Linked DNA regions of Mus musculus: all the other regions are linked to region 2. Evidence: chromatin contacts called from public Hi-C and HiChIP or PLAC-seq data. All regions are on one chromosome and are shown on one strand. Each heading gives the region's core, a stretch centred on a gene start, on an enhancer-like site or on the middle of the called end of the contact. The rest is flanking DNA. Distances are from core to core; before and after follow the strand shown. Region 1 has its middle 28 kb from the start of Gm31529. Region 2 overlaps Peak1 (pseudopodium-enriched atypical kinase 1). Region 3 overlaps Peak1 (pseudopodium-enriched atypical kinase 1).

The links. Hi-C and Micro-C count contacts between places; a contact is called where the count stands out from the background. HiChIP or PLAC-seq counts read pairs in DNA pulled down with a chosen protein or histone mark.
Region 1: a FOXA1 HiChIP or PLAC-seq map of pancreatic cancer cells shows a contact between it and region 2. The contact joins two enhancer-like sites. A contact is called at or near these places in 1 of 15 datasets of contacts at CTCF or cohesin (the NIH/3T3 cell line), 3 of 484 Hi-C or Micro-C datasets (bone marrow-derived macrophages, embryonic fibroblasts and ventricular fibroblasts), 4 of 115 datasets of contacts at active chromatin or transcription factors (cardiomyocytes, double positive thymocytes, embryonic stem cells and 1 more) and 1 of 9 other capture datasets (embryonic stem cells).
Region 3: a contact with region 2 is called in a Hi-C map of bone marrow-derived macrophages, with 29 read pairs. The contact joins two enhancer-like sites. A contact is called at or near these places in 3 of 39 promoter capture datasets (the C10 cell line, cranial neural crest and second pharyngeal arch cranial neural crest), 1 of 15 datasets of contacts at CTCF or cohesin (CD8 T cells), 3 of 484 Hi-C or Micro-C datasets (bone marrow-derived macrophages, cerebellum and cortical neurons), 4 of 115 datasets of contacts at active chromatin or transcription factors (CD8 T cells, the NIH/3T3 cell line, embryonic stem cells and 1 more) and 1 of 9 other capture datasets (embryonic stem cells).

What each region holds. Positions count from the first base shown.
Region 1 is chr9:56,550,900-56,553,623 of GRCm38.p6, reverse strand. No RefSeq gene overlaps it. Among named protein-coding and RNA genes, the nearest start is that of Gm31529, 28 kb to the left of the region's middle. Within about 2 kb of position 1,328, at least 150 of the 459 cell types and tissues checked have an H3K27ac peak or open chromatin away from gene starts, as enhancers often do. A contact at or near this core is called in the NIH/3T3 cell line, bone marrow-derived macrophages, embryonic fibroblasts and 1 more, where this site is marked.
Region 2 is chr9:56,369,628-56,372,327 of GRCm38.p6, reverse strand. All of the region lies in intron 2 of Peak1 (pseudopodium-enriched atypical kinase 1), which reads left to right. Among named protein-coding and RNA genes, the nearest start is that of Peak1, 47 kb to the left of the region's middle. Within about 2 kb of position 1,402, at least 66 of the 459 cell types and tissues checked have an H3K27ac peak or open chromatin away from gene starts, as enhancers often do. A contact at or near this core is called in the NIH/3T3 cell line, bone marrow-derived macrophages, embryonic fibroblasts and 1 more, where this site is marked.
Region 3 is chr9:56,212,301-56,215,000 of GRCm38.p6, reverse strand. The region is part of intron 6 of Peak1 (pseudopodium-enriched atypical kinase 1); the gene reads left to right. Among named protein-coding and RNA genes, the nearest start is that of Peak1os, 28 kb to the left of the region's middle. Within about 2 kb of position 1,435, at least 65 of the 459 cell types and tissues checked have an H3K27ac peak or open chromatin away from gene starts, as enhancers often do. A contact at or near this core is called in the NIH/3T3 cell line and bone marrow-derived macrophages, where this site is marked.

The DNA.
Region 1 (2,724 bases), core at 79-2,578, 180 kb before region 2:
GTAACAAGGTTAGAGAGGTGAGCAAAGGAAATAATTAACTCATTTGCAGCCTTTTTAAACAGAAACAGTCATTTTAATCTCCAGGGTAATTAGCTAGGCCCTGTCCATCAATCATGACGGCTGCCATTATTTTAAGTATTTTATTAATTAAGGAGGGAGGGGACTAAGGCACCCTTCAACCCCCCAACACTGTTTACTGAAGCTGGAAGGACCCTGAGCAGGAGCCGAAGAGCACTAGACAAAGGGTCAGCGAAGTCTGTGCTGAGAACGATGGCTGTCAGAGAAAGGCTACCATATGACAAAGTTGAGGTGACAGGTGCGGAGACCCCCCACCCCCACACCAAGGCTTGACTCTTGACAAACAACGATGCCCCATTCAGAGTCTGGAAGTGCTGGGGTGTGGGATCCCCAAGGTCTGCTTTGGTAACTGCTCCTAACTTTCTGGGTGACAACGACATGCCCCTGCCCCACCATATGCCCTATGATACTTTAGATGTATGTGGGATAGTCAGAAACCAAGGCTTCTAAGTGCCCAGGGGCCTCCAGCCACTGGAGGGCAGCAGAGCCCCAGGGACCCCAGAGCGAGGGCTGGACTGGCTCAGTCTGTACCAGACCCCATAGCTCCTGTGTTTGTCACTCACTGCTCAAGGTCCCATTGCTCAGTCCTGTGACTTGGACAGGAAGCTGAGTCAGATGGTCTCTGACCCTGCTAACAGCTTGGTTTTGGCTATTCAATAGGAGCCTGCCCTGGCCTGTCTCCCTCACATTCCAGATGGGGAAACAGACCCAGAGAGAGGAAGGGTGTTGTTATACTAGTCTTGTTTAGTATTTGTTAATAAACATGGACACAAAATTCCTGGCCTGAAGAAGACCTTCCGGGGGCCATCAGGAGAAACTTGTAACCAAACAGTAACCACTGGGCAGGATGAGAAAGCTGACAAACAGCTTAGGACAGAAGGTCAGCAGAGGCATACCCCAAGCAACCTGGACAGTCAAGGGAGGCTTCCTGGAGGAGGCACCTCTCAGATGAATCCTGGTGAAAGGCAGGGCAGTGCATCCCGCAGGAGAGGGAGAAGCAGTGCAGGGACCCGGGCAAGAGTATGAGGAGGCTGAGAGGGGTACAGGCAGATTGGACACCACAGGCCATTCAGGAGGCCCGAGTGGGAGAGAGTAGGGCAGGGCAGCAGGGTAGCTATGGGTGTCTGGAAAAGAAAGGAGCGAGGCAGGAAAGTGCTGGGTCTGGTGGCCACTGTCTTGCTATGTCCTGCTATGTCTCCCTGCTCCCAGCCTTGGGCTTACCCTGAAGTTGATGATGTCATTTTCTCCAAGAGCCTCTCCCTAAGCTGTCCTCTCTGCGACTCATCTGGGAGGCGAGAGAGTAGAGAAAGAAGGGACTGTGGAGACAGGAAGAGAAAAAAAAACCCAAAACAAAAAACTATGGCTGAAAGGGACAGCCAGGCATGTGAGGGCTGCCTGTCTTAATGCCCTGAGCCATACCAGCACCATCCTCATTAGATAGCCTCTTCTTGCATACCTCCTGGCCGGGGAACTCTCTTATCTCTGGAGTCAACCGCCTTCTCTCTAGTTGCTGACTCTGTGCCTGGGTGTGCAGAGAGCCCCACTTGCAAGTCTAGGACACCCCTCGTGCCTCCAGCACTAGTCTTCAGCTACCTTAGTTCCAAGTCAGCCAGGCAGGTAGAGTACTGACCGTGGTCATCAGTTGCTTAGCAAACTGGGAAGATCAGAGAGCTTCGCTGGTCACTAAGCTGGCACATGATCTTCTGGGAGAGTTCTGGGTCTGGGCACTGGCTCTGAGGTTGGGGGAAGGGAGGAAGAAAGCAGAGGTCCAGAAAGAGGGAGGAGGGAAGAGGATCAGGCTGAAACTCGGTTGCTAGGGGCAACAGCATTACATCCTGAGGAGGAACCAGATGCTGAGGAGGGCAGCAGATCCAAGCCCGGCAGGCTTGGGGGTGAAAGGGGGAGCACACAGCCAGGAACCCAGGAAGAGGGTGGGACACGCGTAGGGTGTGTGTGTTGTGGGGGGCGGTTGGTGTGGTAAAGGAGGGTTATGCTACATGGGGTATGTGTGTGGTGTGGTGTGGTGATAGGGAAAGAGTATGGTATATGGTGGGGGAGTGGTGTGGTGTGTGTGTGTGTGTGTGTGTGTGTGTGTGTGTGTATGGTATTTTGGGGGGTGTTGTTATGTGAGGGGTTGTGGGAGGGTAGTGCGTGGTATGTGTATGCATTCTCATGTGTGTCTAGCCAGGCAGTGGTAGTGCATGCCTTTAATCCCAGCACTTGGGAGGAGAGGCAGGCAGATTTCTGAGTTCGAGGCCAGCCTGGTCTACAGAGTGAGTTCCATGACAGCCAGGGCTATACAGAAAAATCTTGTCTCGAAAAACCAAAAAAGAAAAGAAAAAAAGAAAAAGAAAAAGAAGAAGTGTGTGTGTGTGTGTGTGTGTGTGTGTGTGTGTGTGTGTGTATGATGAGGAGGGAGGGGTATGGTATATGGGGTACATGTGTGGGGTGGTGGTAGGGAAGGGGTATGGCATTTTGTGCAGAGGGGTGGTATGGTATGGTGTGTGTGTGTGTATGATATTTGTGTGAGTGTTGTGGTGTGAGGGGTTGTGGGAGGGTGGTATGTAGTGTGTGTGTGTGTGTGTGTGTGTATGTTATGGTATAGGTATATGGTGTGTGTGTGTGTGTGTGTGTGTGTGTGTGTGT
Region 2 (2,700 bases), core at 153-2,652:
TTGGGAAGAGCAAGTATCCTGTGGACAAATGTCAGGGCTGTCTGCACAGCCCCTTACCATGCTTCAGTACCTGCCATTCATCTCCCCTTTAGTCCTAGTGGGTCATATACTGTCTTGTAAGTGGACCTAGGGCATTATGGGTGGAGAGTAATCTCTAGGAGTCAGACTCAGTAGCACTTCCTTTGGGTGCTCAGTACTGCTCACTACTTAGGAAGAGATGTGGCCATCGAAGTCCAAGTCCTACTTCTGTCATCCAAAGGAAGTAGTGGGCTGAGAATCTTTCAGTAGGTCTGCCAGGTTTCATTGTTCTAAGCTCTTAGTCTTTTTAGTCTATCTATCTTTTTGTTGTATGTCCAGAAAGACTTCCATAAGTTGGCGTGGTTTTCATACTTGTACCCAGAACCTTTCAGTCTGTCATCTTTTCTTGGAGATTACATTCAAATCTCTCACATCACCTGTGGGACATCTCTTGTGACCTCTGCTCACCTTTTCTTCCTACCAAGCCTTGCTTTTGCAGGGAGGTACTCTTCTCCCTGTATAACTTTGCACACAAATACCAAGCAGACGTCTGTTTTCTTAGTGACATTTAGACACATCTGATAAAATGTGACTAAAGTGCTCTACTACTCAATTGGCTGGCCTCCAGATTTTCTTTTAATCAATTTCCCAGCTGCCTAATAATGCCATTTTTATAAAATAATTGTTGTGTGAATGTAAATCATCTTGACTAAATACAGGAACTGATTGACCTATTTACAGAAGGATTAGCTTAAACTCTGAGTATGAAGTAATGGAAGGGCAATTTAAAGAGTTGATTAAGGAACAAAGTATATGAATAGTAGAGCCATTAATGCTGGAAACGGTAAACTCTTTGATTATGATAAAATACCCAGAAACTCAGTACCCAGCTATAAGATTGAAGTCTGTGAATAAACACAATAAAAATGATTGTCTGCCTTGTCCTAAGCTATTATTAATTAAAGTTTTGGTTTGGGAAATGTTCTTAAAATACTTGTCTTAGGAAAATTATTCTTTTTTTTGTGTGGGGGGGATGTGATTCTTTTTTTCAAGATAGGGTTTTCTGTATTGCCTGGGCTGTCTGAAACTCACTCTGTAGACTAGATCTGCTTGCCTCTGCTTCCAGAGTACTGGGATTAAAGGCATGTGCCATCACCACTTAGCTTGGTAATTTATTCTTACTTATAATGAACATTTTTGTATCAAGAAGCTGATTGATTCTGCTAAACACAGCATGGGACTGTATCCTGGAATGTGACTCGATTATTGATTGAATAAACAACTGCTTGCTGAAGCACATTTCTTTGTCTACTCAGTTATGTGTAAGAAAGGCTTTCAGTCACTGGTTCAGGAGGTAGGAGGATGTGTCATAGGTTTTAGTCATGATTCCAGTCCGGCAAGCTGACATTGGTGACTTCCTGTCCTCCTGAGTCAGTCTTATTGTGAAGACCAGTTTGTGTGTACATGATAAAGTGCTGTATAACCGTGACTCCAGACTCAGAGCTGAAGCAAACTCTTGGCTCCTTCTCTGCCAGCCTTTTATCTCGTGGCTGGCCTAGCCCCATTAACATTGTGTTCAGTTCTTATAACTTAGAACGTAGGATTATATTTCCTTTTATCTTCTGCTTACCATCACTTGCTGTTGCACATGGTTGTCAGATGGTAAGCCAAGGTTCCATTAATTTTCACCTGTTTTGTTTCATTTAATAATTGCAAGGAGTGTAGTGTGGTGGGGGGTGGTGCCTCATTTTCCTATGAGGGAAACGTGAGGGAGATTACCGAGCTACCCACATGCTAGAGGTATGATGCCAGTCATTTTTCATTTTTATAAATATATAGCTTAGGTGAAGACCTATTGTACCTTAGCTAAAGCAAGCTTTGATCTCCATTCCTGCCCCCCACCCCCCGCTTGTTCTCAGTAATGGTTAGTGTCTAAAAAAATGGTATTATAGAAAAATGTATGCATTTGATAGCATAACTTAGAAATTTTAACATTACAACACCATTAAAATGTCTTGTTAATGTTATATAACATAGAGTGTATATTTGAGAATCCCTTAGTGCTGTAAAAAAATGTCTTTCAAGTAAGATGAGCTAGTTCTTTGTTTTTAAATTTTTATTAAGTTTTAAAATCAGCATAACAATATAATAGGTTGTACCCTGGTGATTCATACATATATGTCATTGTACCTTGTTCTAATTAATCCCCAAGCTAATGTTTGTAATAGGTATAGTTTGTTTTTAAGGCATAGAGCTCCTTATTATATATACTTATAAGCCAAGTAGGCTTGCTCTAGCACAGTGGTTCTCAACCTGTGGGTCACAACCCCTTTGTGTATATGTGTGTGTGTGTGTGTGTGTGTTCAAATGATCTTTTCACAGGGGTCACTTATCAGATATCCTACATATCAGATACTTACATTGTGATTAATAACTGTATCAAAATTACAACTATAAAGTACCAAGGAAATAATTTTATGGATGGATGTCACTACAAGATGAGGAAATGCATTAAATGCTTGCAGCATTAGGAAGGTTGAAAACCACTATTCTATCAGGAAAATGGGTGGATAGTGTTCTTAATATGTCCAAATTTGAGGCAGATGGCTTGTCCTGTAGTTCTAACACTCTGGGGGCTGAAGCAAGAGAAACCTGAGTTGGAGGCAAGCTCGTCTAAAAGAA
Region 3 (2,700 bases), core at 186-2,685, 160 kb after region 2:
ATGGTAACAGTAGAAGTGAAGAAAGGACAATTTGGAAGATATTTAGGAATAAAATCAGTAGGAGCTGTAAATCAGTTGGACATAGGGAGTAAAGATGGGAAAGAAGTCCAGAGTGAACTTGATGTTGGAAAACAGGAAACAGAGCCAGGTAATGGAGCCATTCACCAGGAACAGAGAAGGCCAGAGAGTGAGGGTGCAAAGGGCTCAGGTTTGATTGTACTGGATATTAGGAATTCACAGGATAAGGCAACACAAATTATTCAGCCAGTGTTTACAGTGTGAGAGTCAGAGACATAAATGTGGTTTACAAATGCAGGTATGTGGTCAGCAGTGGAACAGAATGTCGAGTGAACACTAGCAGTTCAAGCCACCTTTGGGACAAAGAATCAAGAGATAGTAAGTGACCAGCTTACATATCATACTCATGCCACTCCCATCCCCCTTGTCTCTGTTTCTTATCTTAAATTCAAAGGGCAGCAGGCTGGAAGGTCTACTTTACAGGTAGCAGACAGTGAGGGCATTCTGGAAGGGTCAGTAATGATAGCCGTGTGCTGTCTTTTCCTTCCCAGCTGCTCATACTGTGGCTTTGCAGTCATGGCCCCCTACAGTCTACTTTATACAAGTTAGCTGTCTGGGTTGACATTCTTATTACAAACATAAATGCTTTATAATGACAAATTTGCCTCAAAGGTATGCAGAGCAGTTGCCATGAGCAACACATAAAATGAGCCCCTGAACGAAATGAATGTTTGGAATTAAACTTTTCAGATTGTGTGTGAGGAGCCATTGTCCAGCTCAGATCCCCTGCTGGGACCAGGCTGTGTACATATTGTGTGTTTGACCCGGGTTTTAGAAGGTCTTGAGAGAGGGTAATCTGACCCTGATTCTGGCTTTGTTTTTTTGTTTTTCCATTTCCCAGCAGATAACTCGTCAGTGGTTAAAGTGTCCCCACCCTGTATTTGGAAATCTTGTCAGATGGCTTTCATCCGACAAGCGGTGGCCAGTGCTGTAGAAGCATCAGCCATGCTGGTCTGCTTAGTTAATAGCAACAAGATACTGCTCCTCCCGTGTGTATTTTGCCAACTCAAATATGTACCCATTTTCCCTTCAAGCCCCTGCTTTTGCAACTGTACATTATGTCGTGTAGAGATCAGCTAGCTACCCATTGTAATGGTCCCCTGATCCTTCTTGGGAGGAGGGATCAAGCTGACATGCCCGGTGAGCTGGTGAGCATGAAACCCCTGCACCCAGGGAGGACTCCTAGCCAGCTTCTACTCTTCTCATCTGGTGCTCCCTTTACTGAGTGAACTCGGCATCGCTAACGCTGATGATTCAGAGACAGAGACAGACAGGCAGGCAGGCAGACAGACAGACAGACCATGGTATATTTTTCCCACATTCAGCAGCTAGATTTTGTTCTGCTGCAATGTGTTCTGTGCTTGGATGCTGATATTGTAGCTCCCTCTAGTGTCTCTGGGGTGCAGTCCCTCAGTTCTTCAGTTGGAGAGACTGTAGACAAACACAGAATCTGCCCAAATTGGCAGCATTTTAAAAAGGCTTTCCCATAGTTTTCTCTTGTTAGGAATGTGAAATTTTCCTCATTCTGCTGTTGGTTCAGAGCGTGGGAGATGGGACCAGGATCCCTGTGGGAATAGTTCTTCTGAGGGCTCCTTGAGATGCCCCTGTTTAAGCCAGCTAGCCTTATAAGGAAAGAGTGGGAATTCTGTTCAAAAGAGATTGATGAAAACGTGAAGCTGAAAAGTTTATGTTGATCCCAAGTAGAGAAAATATTAGGTAAAGGAATTTAAAAAAAAAAAAACTGGCAGTAAAAACTTTGTCCATTTATTCTGGAAAGAGTGGTTTGTTCTCCAGAATAACTTTTGGGCTAGAAATTTATCATCTGAAGTCAGATCATTTTGAGGTATTTTTCTAATCTAAAGGAGTCAAGTTATTAATATTTGAAAAATGGCTACTATGTAGTACATAGAATAATATAATATTCCTGCCTAAATTAACATCATTGCAGCCTCTATAATAAAGATTTATGAGCTACCTATCATGTGAAATCCTATTATGGAAATCTCCACAAGTCCATGTTTGGGTTGTAACCGGCTTCACGGTTATAAACCAATTAAAAGCACAGTGCCTCTCCTCTCTCTTCTGCTCTTTCTTCTCTCGTTTTCATTTGCCCTTAAACCAGATTGACCCATTATTCTTCAGCCTGTCTGTGTAAATACAGAGATAAGGAAGTGCTACCTACTCAGCTTGCTCTCTGGGCAGGCCATTTTCCTCCCAAGCATCCAAAATAGTGGAACAATTTATCACTTCTTCTGTGTAAGTCACTCCAACCCTTTATCTCAAGTTGATCTATGAAGCCAAACATAAATTCTAGTTGTAGAATCCATGTTCTTATCTACTCCCAAAACTTTGGAAGACTTTATAAAAATATGTATGACTGCCTCTGTGTGTACATGCAGATAAATTTAAATATCACAGGATAGGCTATCTCCTTTACATTTGATCTTGAACCACCTAATGGTGAAGTTTTTCTTTTTCTTTTTCTTTTTTCAGTGTAAATTGGCATAGTAAAAAGTAAAAATTTAGTTAAACCATTTTTTCTTAGAACTAGGATGGCTTCCTTGGACTAGAACATAATGCTGATCTTGGCATCGATGGTGGTGACCTTAGCTAGGTGTAGTG